2 separate regions of the Mus musculus genome follow, and region 1 is linked to region 2. A link is a contact called in public HiCAR-type data. All regions are on one chromosome and are shown on one strand. The core of a region is the stretch at or near the end of the contact, and the rest is flanking DNA. Distances in the headings are between cores, read along the strand shown. Region 1 overlaps Ust (uronyl-2-sulfotransferase). Region 2 overlaps Ust (uronyl-2-sulfotransferase).

Region 1 (4,699 bases), core at 2,004-4,503, 47 kb before region 2:
GTCCATAAGAACATTTGGGACTCTTAGTTATTCATTTAAGCTGGTTCAGGACACTAAGCAGGGTCTTCCACAATCCCTCTCCAGATTTTGTTTCTTAAGCATCTATCTGTGTTCAAATGTGACTTTACCTGAAGTAATTTTTAAAGAAAAGCTACAGAAGTGAACTTGCTTTTTGTTTTATAGACGAATCAATTGCACAGAATAATAGGTTTGTGTTTAATGATTCGTGGTAAATATATTAGGTATAGAGAAAGAACTTAACAAGGCAGAATAAGGCGAAGAGTTGAAATCAGCCTCGCTTTAATGAGCATGACCTTGAAGGAGTCTCCTCTGCGTCCTCCCTGTTTTGATCATTTCCAATGATAAGAAAAGCCATGACTTGAACATTTCAGTTTTAAATAATTCCAACAGCCTCCAAGGCCGGTGTGTGCTGTAATGAACTCTCTGTTTGGAGTTTTCAGTGAGATGGGTCAGGAGGCAAAATACTCTTCACAAGGGGAACAGGTCAACCTTTCATAACAGTGACTGTCCCCTCCCAAAGCCACCCACATCCCCTGCCCTTTACACCCATCCCGGTTGCCATTAATGTGGAAGTGTTTGGGCCAGCCAAGATGCCTCCCCAGAGGTCTGCTTTCGGTGGAAGTGTGTGTCCAAGTCACATGCAAAGCCTTTTCTAAATTTGTCCATTTTATGAGCATGTAATGTGTTCCCAAGAAGAACATTATGGACCCACTTCTCCCTTAGTAATTCAATGCTTAACTAATCGTGCCTTCATCATTTCTAAAAAATTCTGGGCAGCACAACCTTAAAAATACTTGTTTTATGTAAGTCTTGTTTTAGCATCTTTCGCACCTCATTCCCAAAAGACCAGTTACCACTAGAAAGAGGTCCAGCATTCTCGAAATCTTAAATGTTATTTATGCGCTCACCCACATATACCATGGTAGTGCATGTGTGGACGTCAGAAGACAACTGTAGGTGTTCACTCTGCTCGCACCTGCCTTCTCACCTCATCTCATCTTGAGGATGTCCCAGCAGTCTCCAAATCTGAACAAAACCATCAGCACCAGCCACAGCGGCAGCTTTAGTTGGCTAGAGGGTTGGGGTCCTCGGACGGTAGAACACATACATGTGGAAATCCTACATTTGTTGGGAAGCATGTTTAACCAAGAAGTTGCTTCATTTAGTTGAAGAAAACTCATACCACCATTCTTCGGCAACATGACAGTAGCCTCAGGACTTTAATCATCTTAGTAGCTCCAACTACAGCCACCTAGCCCCCTTCTTGGTTTCATTTCTCCTTTGTCCTTATCATCAACTTGCCTTTTGTTTTATTTATCCACTTTTTTTTTTTTTACCATTCCTAAATGATCCTTAAACTCTTCCCCGCCTCCAGTTATAGGTTTTTGTTTTTGTTTTGTTTGTTTGTTTGTTTGTTTGTTTGTTTTTGCAGGACTTTGCACACACTGATTAGGTGATGTATCTGTGTCCAGTTGATGAAGTCTTTCATGAGACCTTTCTTGTGCTCCAACCCCGTCCTTGGGTGCATCCTGAGACCTCCCTTACTCTCTCCTACACTTTCTCCCTTTTCCTGAAAAGCCTATGTTGGGGAATGGAGAGCTCTGAGCAACACAAACGTGTCTTCATCTGATTGGCTGTGCTTCCTTGCAGGGGTCCATCATAATAGGGTCTATGGATTATTACATTTCCTCATAGAAGTTGGGGTGGGGGGAATAGAAAGGGTCATTGGTCCCTCACTTGAGAGTCTACCAATCACTTGTACTATGCTCTAATTATACATAGCCTCGGGGTTTGGGAACATCTTAGTGTACATAGGCAGGGGGAGGTGAAGTGAGAAGAATGGTATGTCATCATCCATGCGAGGTGAAGACTTTCCAGTACAGCTACCTGAAGACTGCCTGCCTGCACTCCTGCCTGTAGCCCTTCCCCTGTGCTATGTAAATAACTCCGGTAGACTCATTGGTTTCTAGGGGACCCTTTCGTGGAATCATATCATGCCTTGGTTCACCACTGGGGCCTTGTAAGGAAGGGGATAGATGTCATCTCCATCTCTATCTTCTGAAATCACGTTGTGCTAGCTTCTACAGCTGACTCTAATCAGCGTAATCTCAGTGACTTAACACAACTTATTGTTTTACAGCCTTAGATGTCATAACTCTGAAATGTGTCTCAAAAAACCCCAAGTCATGATGCTGCTAGGACTACACTCCTTCTAGAAGCTTGAGGGAGTTATCCACTTGGTTGACTGTTTTAGCTTTTAGAAGCCACCAGTGTTCCCTGGGCTATAGTTCCTTTCACAGTCTTCAAAGCCAGTAGTGTAGGATCTTCAGATCTCTGTATCTGACTGTTTCTCCTCTTGCATTTCCCAGAACCTTTGTGAGTTTAACAGTCCCACCAGGATAACCTAGACACCCTTCTCACCCACCAATCTCTCATTTAATCCAAACTGTTAGGTCCCTTCTGTCAGTAGGATTATATAATCTGTCCATGGAGTCAGGAAGTGTATAGAATCATATCTCTTGAGGGCCACTTTCCTCCCTTCTGGGTGTATTTCTTTCCTTTTCTCAGCCTTCAGGGAAAAGATTAGTGTGACAACATTTTCTGAAATGTTGTTTCTTGAAAATATCTTCATTACCCTCAATCGACACTTGACAGGATAGAATTCTATGTTGGGAATCTTTGCTAATCAGAACAGGATAGTGTGATTAAAACAATCATCAACTCCAGCGTCTCAGAAACTTCACATACGAAACTTTGTTTCTTGGAAGACCCCATTTGAGCCCACTGGAGTCTCTTCAGGAGCTAGTTTAGGGGTCCCGGCTGTTTCCATCTTGCGACACCATTCAACAGGAGGTCATTATGGCAGTTTTTTGTTCTTTCATCCCAAAAGTGATACAGTCGCTTTTCTGAGCAGTTCCTTGGCCAGACAAGAAAAAGGGTCTAGTGCAATTCTAGAGGGCTGTGTAGGGGCAGGAGTGGCTTTGTGGCCGTGGGCGTGGCTGGGAAGTCAAGCTTGCCAGCAAGTGCCCCTGAGCAGTTCCTGTCCCTACCACAGGGCCAGTTCCCCTACAAACTGTGAAAGTCTCTGTCTATTTTACTGTAGATTTCAGCATTTCTGTTAAGAATATTTCGAGGTGCTTTATCTGAAAATCTAATCTGTCTCTATGGAAGCTGTTAGTCTTAGTGTTCGGAAAGTTCACGGTTTCACGCCCAGGGTGTGTCATTTTCAGGTCCTCATCCAGATACTCAGTGAGTTTCATATCCTAGAGATGGGTGTCCTGGGAGATGAGCTTACTTATTATTACCGCGTGCTTTTATTACCATGTGCTTTCTTCTCCTCAAGTTCTGTTTTTCTGGCTGCTTCTTACTTGCAGACTGATTTTCCGGGAAGAATTGGCCACATGTCTTTCCCTCCTCTCCTCTCCTCTCCTCTCCCCTCCCCTCCCCTCCCCTCCCCACCCCTCCCCACCCCTCCTCCTCTTCTCTTTTGTTTGATTACTTTTGTCTTTTCACTGTAGTGTCCTGAAAAGCTTCTTAATGTAGTTAGTCACCACCCACTCACTCTATTTCTAATTTTTTAAGAGCTTGTCAGGTTAGTCCCTAAACTTTGTTGATCACAGAGTTCTTGAGTTCCACACAGGGACATTTGGTAAATTTATTTTAAAAGGTTAGTCTTGGATATTTTATTTTTGGCTGCTACCCTTAATGGAATCTTTTTTATTCCACTGTATTTTAGGCTGATTATTATGATATTTAAAAAACTATTAGGGGCTGGTGAGATGGCTCAGTGGGTAAGAGCACCCGACTGCTCTTCCGAAGGTCCGAAGTTCAAATCCCAGCAACCACATGGTGGCTCACAACCACCCATAATGAGATCTGATGCCCTCTTCTGGTGCGTCTGAAGACAGCTACAGTGTACTTACATATAATAAATAAATAAATAAATAAATAAATAAATAAATAAATCTAAAAAAAAAAAACTATTAAATTTTGTGACCTATGGTCATATTATTGAAGTCAATTTTTGAAAATTATTTTATTATTTTGTGTGTAAGGGTGTTTTGCCTGCACATATGTCTCTGTACCACATGTGTGCGATGCTTGCAGACACCAGAAGAGAGAGCCAGATAGCCTGGTGCTGGAGTTAACAATCGCAAGCCTCCTTGCTGCTGGAGCAGCAGCTACTGCTCTTAACCACTCTCCAGTCCAGATTATGGAACTTTTCAGTATTCAGCCATTTAAACTTATTCTTGGGATGGGGCATGGGAGGACTGAAGGAAGAAAGAGCAAGGGAAAATGATGTGATTGTAGTTTAATTTCAAAAAATAAAAACATTAAGAAATACTTTACTTGTAATAGGTGTGTTTCTATGTGTGTGTGCATAGGTGTGTGAGCACACCTGCATGTGAGCATATCTGCTCTCGAAGTTCAGAAGCAGGTATCCAGTTCATTGGAACTAGAGTTATAGATACTTTTAAACTTCTGGAAGCAAACCCAGGTCTTTTGAAAGAGCAGAAAATGCTCTTAGCCACTGAGCCCGGCTCTCTAGTCCCCAAGTTCCTATTCTTAATGAGGAGTGACAAAATTGCCAAACAGCATTTATTTTACATCTTCCTAGTTCTGACTCTAATTTTCTAGTGTTATTTGGAATGATATATAGTCCATGGCTGGGGGTAGC
Region 2 (4,079 bases), core at 13-2,512:
ATTTCCCTGTAAGCTTCACATCTGCTCTGACTCTGTCCAGTAGCCATTCAAATGACCTAAACCTTGGAAATCATTCAGAGGGTGGGGTCAATGGCAGTCTTGTGCCCGAGTGCTTCAGACTGCATTAAACTCTTAGTGCAGGGTGGCAGGGCACGGTATTATCCTACACTGTGTCAGACTGCCCTGCAGCTTGGCTCTCAGACGACATCCAAGTCTAAGTTCTGGGTATAAAGCAACAGAGCTTAAAACACAATCATAACCGTGGTTCTTCTGGAAAGTTCTTGGGGCCACAGAGATCCTTCTGGGGCGTCCTCCTGCTTGGTCCTCTGCCTCCTGTTCAATCAGCCGATCCTTCTGCCGCTAGTGGTGGGTGCTGAGCACCAGGCGCGACGTTCACTGCCCATGCAGCTGACTTCTGAACCTGACACAAATATACATAAATCAAGAAAATCTAGAATTAGACATAAAAGCAAATTGGGGTCAGATCCTGGTTAAGTTTGAATTGGTAAGCGTACGAGTTAAAGTTGTATTCAGTGGTTAGAGGACAGCCACTCAAAACAGGACTTACGCCAGGCATGAGAGCCTTCTGGAGAGCAGGTCGCCTTCTGTGCTCCCAGGCCTTACTGTAGAAACAGAGGTATGTAAGGACTTGCCTAGGCATGTGCATATCTGAGGACCCACTCCCGAGGGTGACCATATCACAGAACCCACTCACTTCATGAAGGATGGACATTAAAATAAAATAAATCCTCCAAGCAATGAAATTCTGTCACCTGAAACTCTAAAGTCTCAGACTGCTTTCTGAAGTTTTTACTTTTGCTTTGAAACAAGCCCTCCTCAGTATGTAGCCCAGGCTGGCTTTGAACTCATGACTTTCCTGCCTCAGCCTCCCAGGTACACTGGGAGGATAGCATGTATATAATCATGTCATATCAGATGCCTTTCCTGTGCTTGTGGCCTTCTGCGTGTTCTTCCAACAACTTTCTCCCAGAAACTGTTTGGAAAGGCTGACAGCATAACCCTCAAGGCTTCCTGCCATGAAGACAGACAGTGTCATTCCAGAGTTGGCTTGGAGCAGCACTGGCCAAATGCCAGTGGACGCTGTCCTTCAATCCAACTTGTCTGGGATCAAGCCAGATCAGTTCATGGAATGGGCTCTACATCATCTTGGGTCCTGAAAACAAAACCAGAGTCCTCTAATGCAAACCCAGAGGGAAGAAAAGAGGACAAAAGAGAGAGACCATATAAGCCAGGGAGAAGGGAACTCTCCTCTCCTAGGGTTTGAATTGTATCCATTAATTTTCAGTATCTAGCCCAGACACAGCCCCTTTGCCACGCTCATGTTACTGCTCCCCCTGGTGGACTTCTTCTTAACTGCAGGCACATGCTTTTTCTGGTGGGGCCTTCCCTGTACCCCCAGAAGGAGGAAGGTAGCCTGAGACCTTCATTCACCCTTCTCAACCTCTAAGGTTGAGAAAGGACCTGCAGTTCCCCCTCTGGGCAGTTTGCCTTTGCTTTGATATGTTAGTAAGCACACATCCTTCTTTTGATTTAAGATGCCCTGCAAAATTATAGGGCCTCTAATTGCTCCTGAGTGACACAAGAGTTCAGACCAAGGTAGGGCACGATATCCTTCCTGTTGACAAGCTGACAACCATTTCCTGAACATGTCAGGAGCAAAGACATCTTCAGAGGGGCAGATAAAAGTCTGTGCTCTCCCATCCTGCCATGGAGAGAGGAGGGAGCAAATTGTTAGAAAAGGCTTCCTAGCATCACCTTTGTGTAGTGAGCGTGCTTGATTCTTGCCTTTTCCTTCCTCTTTTAACCCCAGTTTAGTCCATCAACATAAATTTAACTTGTTCCCTTAGATGAATTTTAAGCCATACCTACCCTTTTCCTACGTATTTAAAATCCATTCTTGTTCATGGTAACATATACTGTTTTCCCACCCTAGAAATCTTAGAAAATATTCTTTCTATCCTTATTAGTCTCTGTCTCTTCTCTCTGTGTGCATGCACACACACACACGTGTGCATGTGTGTTCCTAGAAAAGATGAGGTCCTATACAAGCCAGCCATGCCCTCTGCCACTGAGCCACACACTAAGATCCATGCTTGTATTTCTCCACGTTTTTCATCCATCAGCTGTTCAGCACATCCTAAGAGACATAAAACATTTATTTTTCGCTAGACTCTCTCCATTCTCCAGAATGTGCCGACCAGTCCCTTGTTTCCATTTTAAAAGTTCATGGATAGATAATTGTCTGAGAAGGGTGACTTGACTGCCACTCTGGGATGAAGAGAAGGACTGGAGGGTTTGAATCCTGGCACAGTCTATCGGATCATCAAGATTTTACAAAATCTATGTACTCTGGGGCTGGAGAGAGGGCATGATGGTTGAATACACACTGCTCTTACAGAGAGCCCAAGTTGTGTTTCTGGCATCCATGTTTGACAGCTCCAGGACACCTGAGGCATCTCTCCTCTGGCACCTGCTCTGTATAACCCACGGGATGTGCATAACTCATTAATATAGCCCATGCATGTGCTCACAAATGATTTAAAACAAGATTAACCTTTAAATAAACCTGTATCCCCTTTCTGTGCCCTGAGCTCTTCATTTCAAAGAATGAGTAATAATTCTTGACTCTTGGAGTATTAAATGGTAACAGGTAACTCCTGCTATGGTATATAACACACCCCTCTCCCCACTCAGAAAAATGCCTTTGCTTGGCTCGGATATTACAAAGGGACTGCTGTGAAGAGTGTATAGACCAGTGTAGTCCAGGAAAGGTTAGATTCATTGTCTGCGTGATAGACAGTTGTGTCTTCAGTTAGTCATGGGTTTCTTGATATGAAGCAAGCATTACTAAAGGGGTATCTCCATTCCATAAACACTCCTGGGGCACAGATTCTCTGCGGACATCTGGGGGGGGGGGGCTTAAGTAAGCCCAGCCTCAGTCCTCCTGTAACTCAGTCAAAGTCAAAAAGGAGAACACAGTCTCTGTCACAGTGCATCGTCAAGAGGGGTGTCCCCAAACCTCCTGAGATGAAAAGCTGAGGAAGATCAAAGAAGCATGCCTTACTTCCAGGCAGAGTACATCAAAGGCAGCCGCATCTCCCCTCTTTCTGCAGCCATATTTGCATCTCCTCCAGGATTCCCATCACCATAGATGGGTACCACAGTGTGTAAAAGGAATTGAGAATTCTAGCTAGCTCATATAAAAGAGTCCAGGTATTTTATTTACAAGCTGTAAGCCTAGATTGGGCAGGTTTTAGAGCTATTTTGACTTACATCCCAGCTGTATGTCCCTTGTTACTTGCTGTTTCTCCTGGCCACATGCTCAACCAGCAACCCTAGGCAGGTAACTGAAAATCCGCCTATCTCCATTTACTGCCCAATCACAGGTGTTAGCCTTTTATTTACCAATTAACTTGGGGAGCAAGGTTACATAGAATCACTTGGTGTACTCACATGGGACAACCTGATCTTGGGGACAGTATTTAGCATTTGAATACATAGCAACATCAGACCAACCGCATACAACTTGTGCTTGCCGAGGACTTAGGAGAGATGGCGTCTAGACTTGTCCTGACTTTCTATCACCAGGTAGCCACCAAGCTTCTTACTTTCATCTTCCTTACATCCCTCCCTGAAGTTCTTCATCCTTCTAAATGAGATGAGTCCCCATACCCCCTTGCCTCAGCATCTGCTGTAAGTTAGGACAGAGTTTGAACAACCCAACAGCAAATGTTCTTCTAATTCATCAACACCCACTGTTGCTGCTACCACCCACACTGGCATCTTCCCAGCTGGGCTTCCTATCCAGTCCTTCTGTGATGGAGTGGTGGTTCTCAGGGCTTCAGACCTTCTAGCCAAGTGCTCTACCACTGGGCTTCCTGGCCTCAACCTCTACTCTTCATTCTCCTTCACACCTTCTACCCTTAACTCAGATAAGAGATAAATTAAAGCAAATGTTTTCTAATGTCAGATCTCTACAGAGTTAATGTCCGGTGGTTAACCTGACATGTCAGTTAACCTCACACAGTCTGCTGTGCCCCCATTACCTAACTCTAACT

What was found. HiCAR-type assays count read pairs that join an accessible place to other places.
Region 1: a HiCAR-type map of fibro-adipogenic progenitors shows a contact between it and region 2, with 2.6 times the contacts expected there. The contact joins two enhancer-like sites. A contact is called at or near these places in 1 of 15 datasets of contacts at CTCF or cohesin (CD8 T cells), 1 of 484 Hi-C or Micro-C datasets (the BV-2 cell line) and 1 of 115 datasets of contacts at active chromatin or transcription factors (fibro-adipogenic progenitors).

Annotation. Positions count from the first base shown.
Region 1 is chr10:8,368,670-8,373,368 of GRCm38.p6, reverse strand. All of the region lies in intron 2 of Ust (uronyl-2-sulfotransferase), which reads left to right. Among named protein-coding and RNA genes, the nearest start is that of Ust, 150 kb to the left of the region's middle. Within about 2 kb of position 3,253, at least 26 of the 459 cell types and tissues checked have an H3K27ac peak or open chromatin away from gene starts, as enhancers often do. A contact at or near this core is called in fibro-adipogenic progenitors, where this site is marked.
Region 2 is chr10:8,320,679-8,324,757 of GRCm38.p6, reverse strand. All of the region lies in intron 3 of Ust (uronyl-2-sulfotransferase), which reads left to right. Among named protein-coding and RNA genes, the nearest start is that of 4930573G07Rik, 110 kb to the right of the region's middle. Within about 2 kb of position 1,262, at least 34 of the 459 cell types and tissues checked have an H3K27ac peak or open chromatin away from gene starts, as enhancers often do. A contact at or near this core is called in fibro-adipogenic progenitors, where this site is marked.